2 separate regions of the Triticum aestivum genome follow, and region 1 is linked to region 2. A link is a contact called in public Hi-C data. All regions are on one chromosome and are shown on one strand. The core of a region is the stretch at or near the end of the contact, and the rest is flanking DNA. Distances in the headings are between cores, read along the strand shown.

The links. Hi-C and Micro-C count contacts between places; a contact is called where the count stands out from the background.
Region 1: a contact with region 2 is called in a Hi-C map of leaf, with 2.4 times the contacts expected there. The contact joins the promoter of LOC123075961 here to the enhancer-like site in region 2. A contact is called at or near these places in 3 of 5 Hi-C or Micro-C datasets (all in leaf).

Annotation. Positions count from the first base shown.
Region 1 is chr3D:615,087,537-615,093,363 of IWGSC CS RefSeq v2.1, reverse strand. LOC123075961 (glycine-rich cell wall structural protein-like) reads left to right here and starts at 1,820. Exons shown (of 1, transcript XM_044498450.1): 1 at 1,820-2,529. The coding sequence starts at 1,901. The coding sequence ends at 2,257.
Region 2 is chr3D:614,961,019-614,966,936 of IWGSC CS RefSeq v2.1, reverse strand. No RefSeq gene overlaps it. Among protein-coding and RNA genes, the nearest start is that of LOC123081028, 50 kb to the left of the region's middle. Within about 2 kb of position 4,191, at least 1 of the 8 cell types and tissues checked has an H3K27ac peak or open chromatin away from gene starts, as enhancers often do. A contact at or near this core is called in leaf, where this site is marked.

The DNA of each region.
Region 1 (5,827 bases), core at 571-3,070, 130 kb before region 2:
CTGCCAGCGAACTAGGCTGAAAAATGCCCTCCAGGCACTCCAAACTAGGCCTTTAGCCATCTTTTCAGCCCCTAGGAACTGGGCCTCACGTGGCTTTCCATCCAGCCTCCATCTTGGGCTCACTTCGGCCTCTCATCAATGTCCAATAAGGCCGAATCCCACTGAAGATGGCTGGCAGCCCATCTATGGCGATCGAAACCTGGAGGTGAGACACCGAACGGATTTCTGAGCGCTAGCGCTTGGGTCGGAAGCTGGCGATGGAAAAGAGAAGCTGGATTTGAGGATTTATTGGAGTTGAGAAGCTACCGAACAGGCCCTTACTAAGCAGGTTAAGCTCCAAAACTGGCTGACACCACAGAGCACTTGCTTCAGGACCTGAATATATATAGAGTTGTGTTGCTGCCAGTGACTTTCTGCACATATGTATGTACAGCGCATCGCACTGGTTAGTTTTGCAGGCATGCTATTACTGCATCACGCAAAGACTTGGGGCAACATGAGTGGACACTCATACAGCTTTGCTTCGTTTAGACTCATACAGCTTTGCTTCGTTTACACCGCGGCCGCTACCTATCATCGGCAACATGCACATGCTGGACCAGCTGATGCACCTTACGTAGGCCGGCAGCCAGGTACAGCGGCATGTTCCATGTACTCCTCGGCCATGTCCACATGATACTTGTCTCAACTCTCAACTCTCAACGCAAGCATACACACCAGAGGAACACAACGTCTTGGACGTCGCCTTCTCGAACCGGTCGGCGAGCATCGCCATCGCCTGCCTCATATAGGACTGCGTTGATATGGGTTTTGCCTACTGCGGGAACTTATGGCACAAGTATGCAAGCTCAGCTCGACAACATCGTCCACTACCCTTTCGTCCAGCGTTCTCCTCTGGTACTCAGAGGGTCCACCAGTCGTACTCGAGCACCGCGAGTTCAGCCGTGTGAAAGGACCCGAGCCAATATCATTGGCCGGTTTCTCTGTCCCGGATGTCGGCCACCCAAGTCCCCCACCACCGTTGCCGGACGCCGTGGCACTCCCTCTGCGGCGGCCGCGGCGCAGGGACGTCGGGGAAGCCGGAGAAGCTGCATCGTCGCGGCGGTGGCGGCGGCGGCTGATTGAGGAGGATCTGACGAAGGAGGATGCGCGGCTCGCGTGGTGGCGCGGATCCGCGCTGCGGATCGGCGGCGGGGACCTCCGGCTACCGCCCGGCCATTGGGAGGAGAGGGGTTGGTGGGGAACAATGGGGGGAGGCGCCGGCGGCACCGAGGGGGAGGAGGAGAGGCAGAGGAGGCGAAGATAACGTGAAGGATTTTTACTCCAACGCCGCACGGTGGAGTAAATGTAGGCGGGATACGGCCTGGTGGATAGTTTTTCCTCCTCTATTGGCTATTGGAGTTTGGTTAGGTGTGCGTTACTCCCCCTAACGCAGCATAGGGGATCGGTTACAGTTACCCTTAGGCTGCGCATATATTAACTGCATGTTACTGCACGTCATGGGAGAAGTCAGAACAAGCACCGAGTCATCTCTGGTGAACAGAACAGACGACAATCTCCTTTGGCTGGTTTCTACAAGTGGTTAATAATCGGGAAAAGCGTGCACAGTGTTCACGTTTTAGGCTGTCAAAACTAACACAGGGTAAAATCGTGTCAGCACCAAATCACCTGCGTTCCATCGCAATAACTTCTCATCAACCTTTTGAATCCATGGACGGATGGACCTACTTCTTCATCTGCGAGTTATTGCGCCATGCATGGCAACAACTACCCGCTTGCCGGCTGCCACCATTTAATTACTGTCACGCGCTCGCACCTGCCCATCTCGTCGTCGTCCTCTCTTTAAACCCCCCTGCCACTGCGTTACTCGCCTCATCCAACTCTCTGAGACCAACCAGCCATGAGCAAGTGGTGGTGCATCGCCTCCCTCCTGCTGTGCCTCGCGGTGGCGGTGGCGGGCAGGGGCATGCCTGCTCGCGACGACTGCGATACTGTTGCTCTTGCTGCCGGTCGCAACGGCCAAGACGGTTCTGGTTTCGGTGAAACCAAGACCGCCTTTGCTGGGAGCAATGGTGGTGACGGCGGGCTCTTCGGCGGTGCCGTCAACGGTGGCCCTCTCGGCGGGGGCATCGCCGGCTTTGGCCCGCACGGCGGCTTTGGTGCCGGTGCCGGGCCGTTCGGTGGTTTCGGCGGTGGCTTCGGTGCTGGTGGTGGAGGTGGAGGAGGGGGAGGCGGCGGCGGCGGCGTGATACCTTGAGGTGGCCGGGACACGAGCGCGTATGTAAACGTGGTAGTAGCTGTACGTGTGTCCCTGATTTCATTTACACGCATCTGTTAGTGTAATAAGAAGTCCTTTGATTAGCTGCGTGAGCATGCATGTATGAGTCATACGTGTCATCATGTCATTAGCCTCATCGTGTTCGTATCTGATTAGTTAATGTATAAATGAAAGCATTGGTGTGTGAGATGGTTTCTTGGTCTGAGCATGGATGCATGAAGTTAGCCGTGTTGCGGTGTTTGTATCATATTGATGCTTATTTATTAAGCTCCACTTTTCGAAAATTTATTAAGCTCCAAAGTCCAAACAATATAGTGTCATTTTCCCTTGAACGTCCTTCATTCTTAAGCACCGCTGACTTGCTAGAAATTACTCATTTGCATCTGCTAGTGATATGTTCTGATCTGAATCTTCCGTCATTCATACGCAGTACGAGTATTATTGGTGAAAAGTCGCAAAACTTTATGATGTGCCACGAGAAAGATCCAACAGCTAAGTGAAATCGTCCGTGGCCTTTTAGGGCATCTCTAACGGCAACCTGCAAATTTTCTCACGCATCCATCCGTGGATAGGGGAAACCAGTCTGCGGACACGGATGCGGAAGGCAGCCATCCATACTAGTCGCATATATTTCAAACTTTTTTTCAGCAAACAAGATAAAATTTATGCAAATACAATCGGTTTTCATGCAAGCTGGACGAAAACGGTAATATTTTGAACATATTTTAACTAAAAAGGTAAAATTATGTGTATGTACGGTCTCTCGGAGCTTCACTCCCATGACAGGTATACATTACACTAGTTTACGGCCGGCTGCAGCGGATCACTGGCCGAGGGAATACTCCAGTTTTTTATACTTAGGCTTTAGGGATAGATACCCTCTCCTAAGAGGCCTTCAAAAGGGAGTTTGTGTTTTCCTGCGAGAGACCAGGTATGGCACATTATCATGTAAAAATATTTCTCTAGTTTTGTATACAATGGACTTTTGGGATAGATCCCCTTGCTTAAGAGGCCTTCCAAAGAGAGTTTGTGTTTTCCTGCGAGAGACCATGAATAAAGATATGGCACGTTAAGGACTCATGGTTGGTTTCAACAATGGTATATATATGTTGCGCATATCTAACGGTTACATGATAATAATTTTGAAGGACCCACCAGATCAATGGCCAGTATTTTCTAATTAACATGGATTTTTAAAACTAATTCTCTTGCTTCTAAGTAACCCATCAGTTACTTTTGATATATAATAGATAGATAGATAGATAGATAGATAGATAGATAGATAGACAGATCGATAGATAGATAGATGCCTATGTTATGTTGATTTCTCTCATTTGAAAATACCGATTTTAGTTGTTTTGAAAATCTGATTTCGCTTTATTGAGAAGCCTATTTCACTCTTTTGGAAAATGGTTTCCCTCGTTCCAAAAATATATTCCACTCATTTCAAAACACTTAATTTCCACCAATTACTCATTTTAAACCAATTTCTGTCATTTCAAATAACTGATTTCACTCATTTCAACTAACAGGTTTCACTTACCTCAAAAAGATAAATTCACCAAATTTGAAATACTGATTTCACTCATTTCAAATATCATATGTCATTCATTTTATCATACTTATTTTAGTTAATTAAAAAATCACGCATTTCAAACAAATCGATTTCACTCACTTCAAATAGCAGATATCCTTTCAAAAAACAATCACTCATCTCAAAATGTTGACTCCACTCATTTCAAAACACTGGGTTACTCATTTCAAAAAACTTATTTCACCAAGTTCAAACACATATTCCGCTCAATTGAAAACAATGATTTAACTTCAGAAAAATTAATTCTCTCCTTTTAAGAAAATTAATAGTTTAAAAATAATCATTGATTAGAAAAAAAAACCAATTTCAGCCATATTAGGCTTGTTTTGGAGATATCACCAAAAGAAAGAGACATGTTTCGAGTGTGGCTATTTGGCTCCCGAGCTCATCTGCTCCGCCATGAAGAGTAAAATCTATAACATACTACAATTTTTTTAAAAAAAATCCAAGGAAAGATGTTTCAGTGCGTAACGTCAGTGCCATGTTTTGGCTCGTTTGGACAACTGTGTAACTCTCATAAAAAATACAAATCAGTTGTCCAAGAAATAGTGTACTGTTCTAACCGATTATTATTTTTGTTGAGAGCTACTCAACTGTCGGAACGAGCTGAAATTTGGCACGAACCTCACGCCCTAAAACAAAAGAAAAGTATTTTTTTAGTAATTATTTTGAATTTACTATTCACCGGGTGCAGATGAGCCCAGGCTCAGAAATGGATATTTTACATGTTTGAGTTTATTTATTGCTTATTTATTTCAACACATTGGGCTTGTTCTATGTTTAAGCTTGTAAATTTAAATGTATGTACTAGTTGGAGGGAGAGACAAGTGTGGTGTGACAGAAAGTAACTATTCAAGGGAGATGAGAGGTGACACTGAAGATAAAAGGTGGCCAGGATCATGGTCAAAAGGGGTCAGTCTAGGTGACGTGCTAGAAGAAATACAAAACAGTGATCGGTAGGGACCGACTAGGTGTCAATTGACTGAATCCTACATCCCAAGAGCAATATTTTGAACATTGCCTAAGAGTCATCCTCACTATTTTTATATATCTTGACATGCGACCTATCCATATCATTAAGTAGCTCCACAATGTAAAAATGTTTTCCCACTAAGTCATGCACATGCTCCCACTAACTCTACATTCACGTGCAACATGCCACAAATAACCATTAACTATATTAGTTTGTTTTTCTACATGTATATGTCGTGACGCCATCCGATCCACTCCATGCGTCCAACACAAGTCCCCGTCTAAACATTGGATAGACTTTACGTGTTGTTAATGTGATCGTCTTGTTCCCAAAGTGGAAATGACCGACTTTTCTCATTCTCATTCTCTTGTTCTTCGTGTTCATGCCTCTTTTCCTCCCCACAGGCCACATAATTCCTCACTTCTCCATCTCTGTTGTCCATGCTATGCTACCATCAAGACTAGTTGTAGAGTTGGTTGTTGCATGCGGTTGGCTCCTTTTGGCATTTCCCTATGATGCTCACTCTTTTCTTCATCTGGTTACAGCGATACAATATGAAAATTGTCTATTTGTTTTATCCCCGTCATTCATCTTTGGATGTTTTTCAGTACAAAAAACTATCAAACCGTGTGATTGGATTATTTCTCTCGTCCAAATTAGCTTTTCTCGTCCAAAGTAGTTGGCACCGAGACAGAAGAGCCCATCTGGCGGATCACATTTCCTGTAAATAAAGAACCCTGGCAATGGCAAACTCGTCAATCTCTCCTCAGATCCCTCCTCGTCTTATAGTCGGAACCTATGACATGAACAAATTGATTGGTGGGAGTGATTCTCACTCCTTGTGATTATGCTTGTCAGTAGAATTGTTACATGGACGATAAGGGCCAAGGGCAGGATTAGCCAGCAACCTATGCTACTTGTATCCTTAGCGATGTCGCATCGACATGACCTAGGAAGCACCGTGCAAAGCTCACATTGCCCC
Region 2 (5,918 bases), core at 2,942-5,441:
GACCACACGTCCACACACACCAGAAGAAGCAGAGCAGTTGCACCAATCCATGATAGCTTTGCTGATTAATAACGTTAAGACGTGTGATGATCTCACACTAGTCTATGGAACTTTGTATGACTCGACCGATGAGCATTTAATTAAATGGATTTCTTTTGGCACTTTGTATGACTCGACCGATGAACATTTAATTAAATGGACAGGCATAGCAGGATAATGTTTTGCAAGCTAGGTCAAAGAAAATATCATGGCGTCCTTGGCCATAGCTAGCTAGTTTGCAGGAGTGAGTGCGTGCGTGTGTACGCCTGAAACCATGCATGCCACCACCTTTACTACCAATAATGCTAAACATACAAAGAGTTACACGCAATTACATGCTGACTAGAATTTTCTCCATCTACTAACCAATCATAAACTTGCCCCCTACTGATTTTCAGGGGGGTGGGCCGCCTCCCCACCTATTGACCAATAAAATTAACCCTCTTTGTAAAACCTTATAACTCGTTTGTACGTGTAGCATTACCAACAGTTTAACCTCTAATTCTTACTTATTTCATTTGTGATAATTCCACCTCTAACGCTGTAGTAGCTAAGACACAGGGATCAAAACGAACAGCACTGCATGAAACTGCAAGAATTCCACAGGGAGACATGTGCTGCTAATGAACCTTCAGTTTGACTCGCAGCATGTCGCTGGGCTGTATTCCCTCCCTTCGGGGCGGTACTTAGTTGTGTTAGGTTGATCTCTCTCCCGTTCGAGCCCAACGGGTCGAACGGGCCCTTGCATCACGCCCTGATCGGGGGCGCCCAACCAAACCATGGTTGGTGGCCCCCTGTGACCCGCGCTATATAAACAGAGGTGGGGGCCGGGGTACGACTCACGAGGTTAATCGCCGCCACAATCCCCACCTACAATCCCTACCGATCTAGGGTTAGCGCGGTGCTCACGGGAAGCTCCACCACCGCTGTCATCCACTCTCTGCCATCACCGGCCATCGTCACCATGGCCGGCACCGGGAGTTCCTCATCTGGACAAGCAGAAGGTAGGTTCACCGGAATGATCTAACCTATCCGATCCAAAGCAATCTCTCACGTTGTAGTATCCCGGAATTGGTCAAATTAATTCGAAATGCTAGCTGCACGCACTGCAATCAAGGGATGAAGAAGGTGTTGAACGGTAGTGCAGCTTCGAGACGACAATGTGGTTTTGGCCTTTGACCTGGTGCTTGTTGTCATGCATTGCCTCCTCGATGTGACTCACCGATTGACTGACTGACAGCACTTTGGTCATTGGCTGTGACTAGCTACGACCTGTACACGGTGATGGTGCGAGGCTGAGAAGATCCCAAGCACGCCAACATAGCCATAATTACATAGTCGCAAGTAGTAAGAGCCACTCCCTCCGTTGCGAATAATAAGATGTTCTAACATTTTCTTACTCGGATGTATATAGACACGTCTTGGTATGTTTGTTAACTCATTTTAATCCGCATGTGGTCCATACAGAAATATATAAAACGTCTTATAATTCGGAACCAAAGTGATAGCAATTAACTCTGCCACCAAGCTAGATCGAGTTTCATTTCGGAGGTTAATTTGCTGTCGATTTTGATAGCTAAAATCATTTCGCATTTGGTCGCGTCGATGCTTGACATCATCGTCATTTTGCTTAGGACGCGCGTGCGTCGGTGCATGCAATGCACATGCATTTGATGAATCGACAGGGTTGGTTAGTTTATAATATAATCATGCGCCGCGAGCTAGCGGGCAGATTAGTTGGCGGAAACCCACCTTGCTTATCACTAATCAGGCATGCACGTACCAACGAAGGTACGTACCAACCCTACTGTCCACTGACGTTGCACGCACGCGGGCGGCCCTTCTGCTGAACAAACAACTCCATCCACCCACCGGCGTCCGCGGCAACGGGCCTGCCTTAATTTCTAGACGATCACGTGTCGGCGTCTTTTGATCTCTTCTTTTTTCGGTCCAAATTAAGGAACCAGTACACCAGTGATAGGCAGCGGAAATAGGTACTTGCGCAATGGTAGTTGCACGATCAAATCAAGCCGCCGCCTAATTAACTATACGTACGTAAGAAACGGCGACATGTCATGATGCGTGATCATCAGTGAACTCAATAGTACGTACTCCTTTCGTCCGGAAATACTTGTCACAGAAATGCATAAAAATGGATGTATCTAGGACTAAAATACGTCTAGATACATCCGGTCCTCCGACAAGTATTTCTAAACGGAGGGAGTACTACATTATGATGGAACAATGCATGCATGTACAGTACATACATGAACGATGGACGGAAGGGAGTTCATCGAGTCTCAGAGAGGCGACCAATGTACGACATGCTTAATTAATGGAATTAACCCCAATCACAGGATGCATCATTGAGCATGGAGATTAAGCCAGTTTCACTTATACTTGGTTCCCTGACTTTTAACGCAAAAATGCTACACACACGGACTATTACAGGCTATTACGGGCTCTATCCAACTAATTAAACTTGTCCCCCTGATTTTCAGCTAAGGTTGGCCCCCCACCTTGATTTACACCACCCAATCAAAAAAGCCCACCTAAGCCTCTCCGTGAACCCTGTAAAATAGATGCCTGTGTGTGTAGTATTGGTCTTTTTAACGTCATGCTACTACTAGCTCTATCCATGCAATGTACGTACTACGCCCGAGCATCGTGTATATTCCATCAGATCGAAAATACGCCTCTATATATGAATATCGCTGGGTCCTTTGTGCTTTGGAGTTTGCGCCATGACATGCCTAGCTAGCTTGAGGTATCGCTAAATGCCTAGCTAGGTGGCACCAGTGGCACGACGAAACAAATTAACCTGTCAATATCAAAATCACATCCCTATCAAGAAGCAATGCATATATATACTCCTTCTAATAGTATCGAATAATTATTTCAAAACCCCAACTAGCTGCAATCTCCGCCCATGCTGCCTCGTGGTGGGCTTGGACCTTTTATACGGCTACTTTTCATGCATTTATTCCAACTTTGTACGCTTTTTCTTTGTGAATACTTTTGCCACGAAATCGAAAGCTTTGCTGAGTTTGGAGGCTCACAGAAGATGTGCAATCACACTCCAATTAGCATGGCGTATATATGTTAGTAGATTCCCATATTTATTTTTCTTCATCAAGTAATACATATGTCAAATTACTCCCAATTCGCTTCAGAATGGAACACATGGGTGCAGCCGTGCAGGCAGCTTAATTTTGATTTGGTCACCTATAACCCACATGCGCGCATGCGAAGAATACGTCTAATTACTTGTCCGAAGAACTTTGTCGGAATTACCAACTCACCATGGTCATCATCGTTCTCGCTAGCTAGCGAGTCATGTAATTAGGGCAAGGCGATTAATCAAATTGTCATTGTTAACACCTACCAACTGATTCTAGAAGAATTACACCTACCCACTGTACACCCTGAGGTCCTAAATCAACAGTTCAATATTTATCTTGGTGACGGATATGACAAATATTGCGATCGGCCTGACACCAACCTGCCCGATTCGATCCATCATCCATAAACCGCGCACACCAGGAAGAAGAAGCTGTGCTGATTAACCAAATTAACTAGCAAAATTAAGACGTGTAACCGTGTCACATTAGTCTATGATCGATTCTTCTCTTGGCAGTTGGCACTACATATGACCCAATCGATAAAAGATATGTTTTGCAAGCTAGGTCATAGAAAATATCATGGCGTACTTGGCCATAACTAATTGGCGGTTGCGCGTGCGTATGTACGTACGCACATGTCTGCAACCATGTACATATGCCGGCGTGAGAGGAAGTACGCAAGTGGTTACAATTTTACATCATCTTGTTGTTTGTATTCCCCTCTAATTCTGACCCAATGGGATGATCAGTCGACAAAGTTATTGCAAGACGTGGAAGTCGAACTTTGTGACTATTAGCTTATCTATCGCTGTCGTACGTCATCACCTGAGCCGCGGCACGGACGTTGAATCACCAGTCGACATGTCTGTATGTGTGGTATATATTCCTCCAGCAGGAACAATAATTCAAGGTTTGTATCAATTGATGGATGGATGAATCATCTGAAAATGACATGGCATATACTATGTGGTGCGGTATAATTAAAGGAGATAGTTCGACACAGATATTTAGCAGCACAATGGAAGTGTTTGTCCATCGAAATATAATTGAGTCCACGGGACCACACTAGGATGGGGAGGGAGGCGGCGGTGACTTCGTGTCGGCTAGGGTTTTGTGGGAAGAAGAGCCTAGTCATCGCAGGTTTGGCAACATAATTAGCTTAGATGTCATTGTTGTTGTCCCATATGTTGAGACACGCACACCAAATGAGACATCGGCCGACATGTATGAGTGTACGTATGTATGGGGTAAGGGTCCAACATCACAGTCAATAATTGAAGTATTGGATCAACCGATGAATGATGAATCGTCCAAAAGTGACATGGCATATGTATGATGTATCGTCCCTTGCCATATGATGGCATATCATCTGGTTTGTTGGTGCTGTAGGTGTTATTGGATATAAGATTTTTTTTTCATGGCATCACGTTCAGGTATAAGATTGTGACATGTTTTGTATTAGGAAGAGAGGCTCTTCTATGAACAGATGGATCGAAGAAGATACTAACAAGTTTAGTGATTGACAATGCATTTTACTTCTTATATATTCATGAAAATCAACAAGACGGCCAGCACAGAAAAAAAAAGTTCAACGAGAAGGCCCAATAGTGTGAAGACCATGTTCTGTCACCTCGTAGCCTAAATACTTGCCTCACTGGTGGATTCTTTCACATTCAAAACAATAAAGGATCCAAATCTAAAAAAAAAGGATCTAACAATGATTCTGAAAAAAAGGACCCAACAAAAAACTTACCTAATATATTGCCTGCAGTGCATAATACTGATAATGAAGAGTACCATTTGTCAATTAATGATGTATATCATTATGTTGACCATTAACATGATATGCTAGTCAGGAGAAGGCTATGAATTTTAAGTGCATATATGAACCAACTAAGGTTGCAGGGTCAAAGAAATACTCCCTCCTTTCACAAATATAAGATGTTTTGAATATTTTAATATAAACTACACATGGATTGAAATGAGTGAACAAACACACTAAAAGGTGTGTATATACATCCTATTAAAAAAAGGTTAAAACATCTTATATTTGTGAACGGAGCGAGTATATATCATGGTGTATGTACGTACATGCCACAACCATGCCACCAGGGCCGTCTCCTGGAATTCGGGGCCCGGGTGCGAAAAGGAAAATGAGGCCCTAACATTAAAAAAACATAATATAACTCAAGCATAATCACTTAATTATATAATTTAACTTTATGTTATTTCGTACAGTGTTTAGAAAATTCTCGAGTATCAATGCAAAATACTAAAACCAATAAACTGACCTCTTGCTCTATTGAAAAGTGTCATCCGTCTTGTGTTCCTTGAAATAAAATCTTCAATTATATCTACATAATTAATCTTCTCCAAAACATCATTTTCAACTGCTATTGTCTCCAAACCATTGAGTCTTTCTTGTGTCATAGTAGAACGCAAGTAGGATTTCAACAACTTGAGTTGAGAAAGCTCCTTTCCGCAGATGCACCAGTTACATGAATGGTTAACAAAACTCCTTTATGCAATAATAGCATTAGGATGTGAAGGGGCGCTTCATCGAAACCTCTAGAATATCAAGAGGGCCCATAGATTTCTGTATATGCAATAATTGAGAAACAGTATAATGGGGCGAGCTACGGCTCTCCACAGCGATTTAACACTCCAAACCGTTCGATCGGTCTTTCAACGCTCCGGATCGTCCTGTCATCCCACCTTACCCTGACGGCCGTTTCTACTACTCCAACTCGTGCGTCC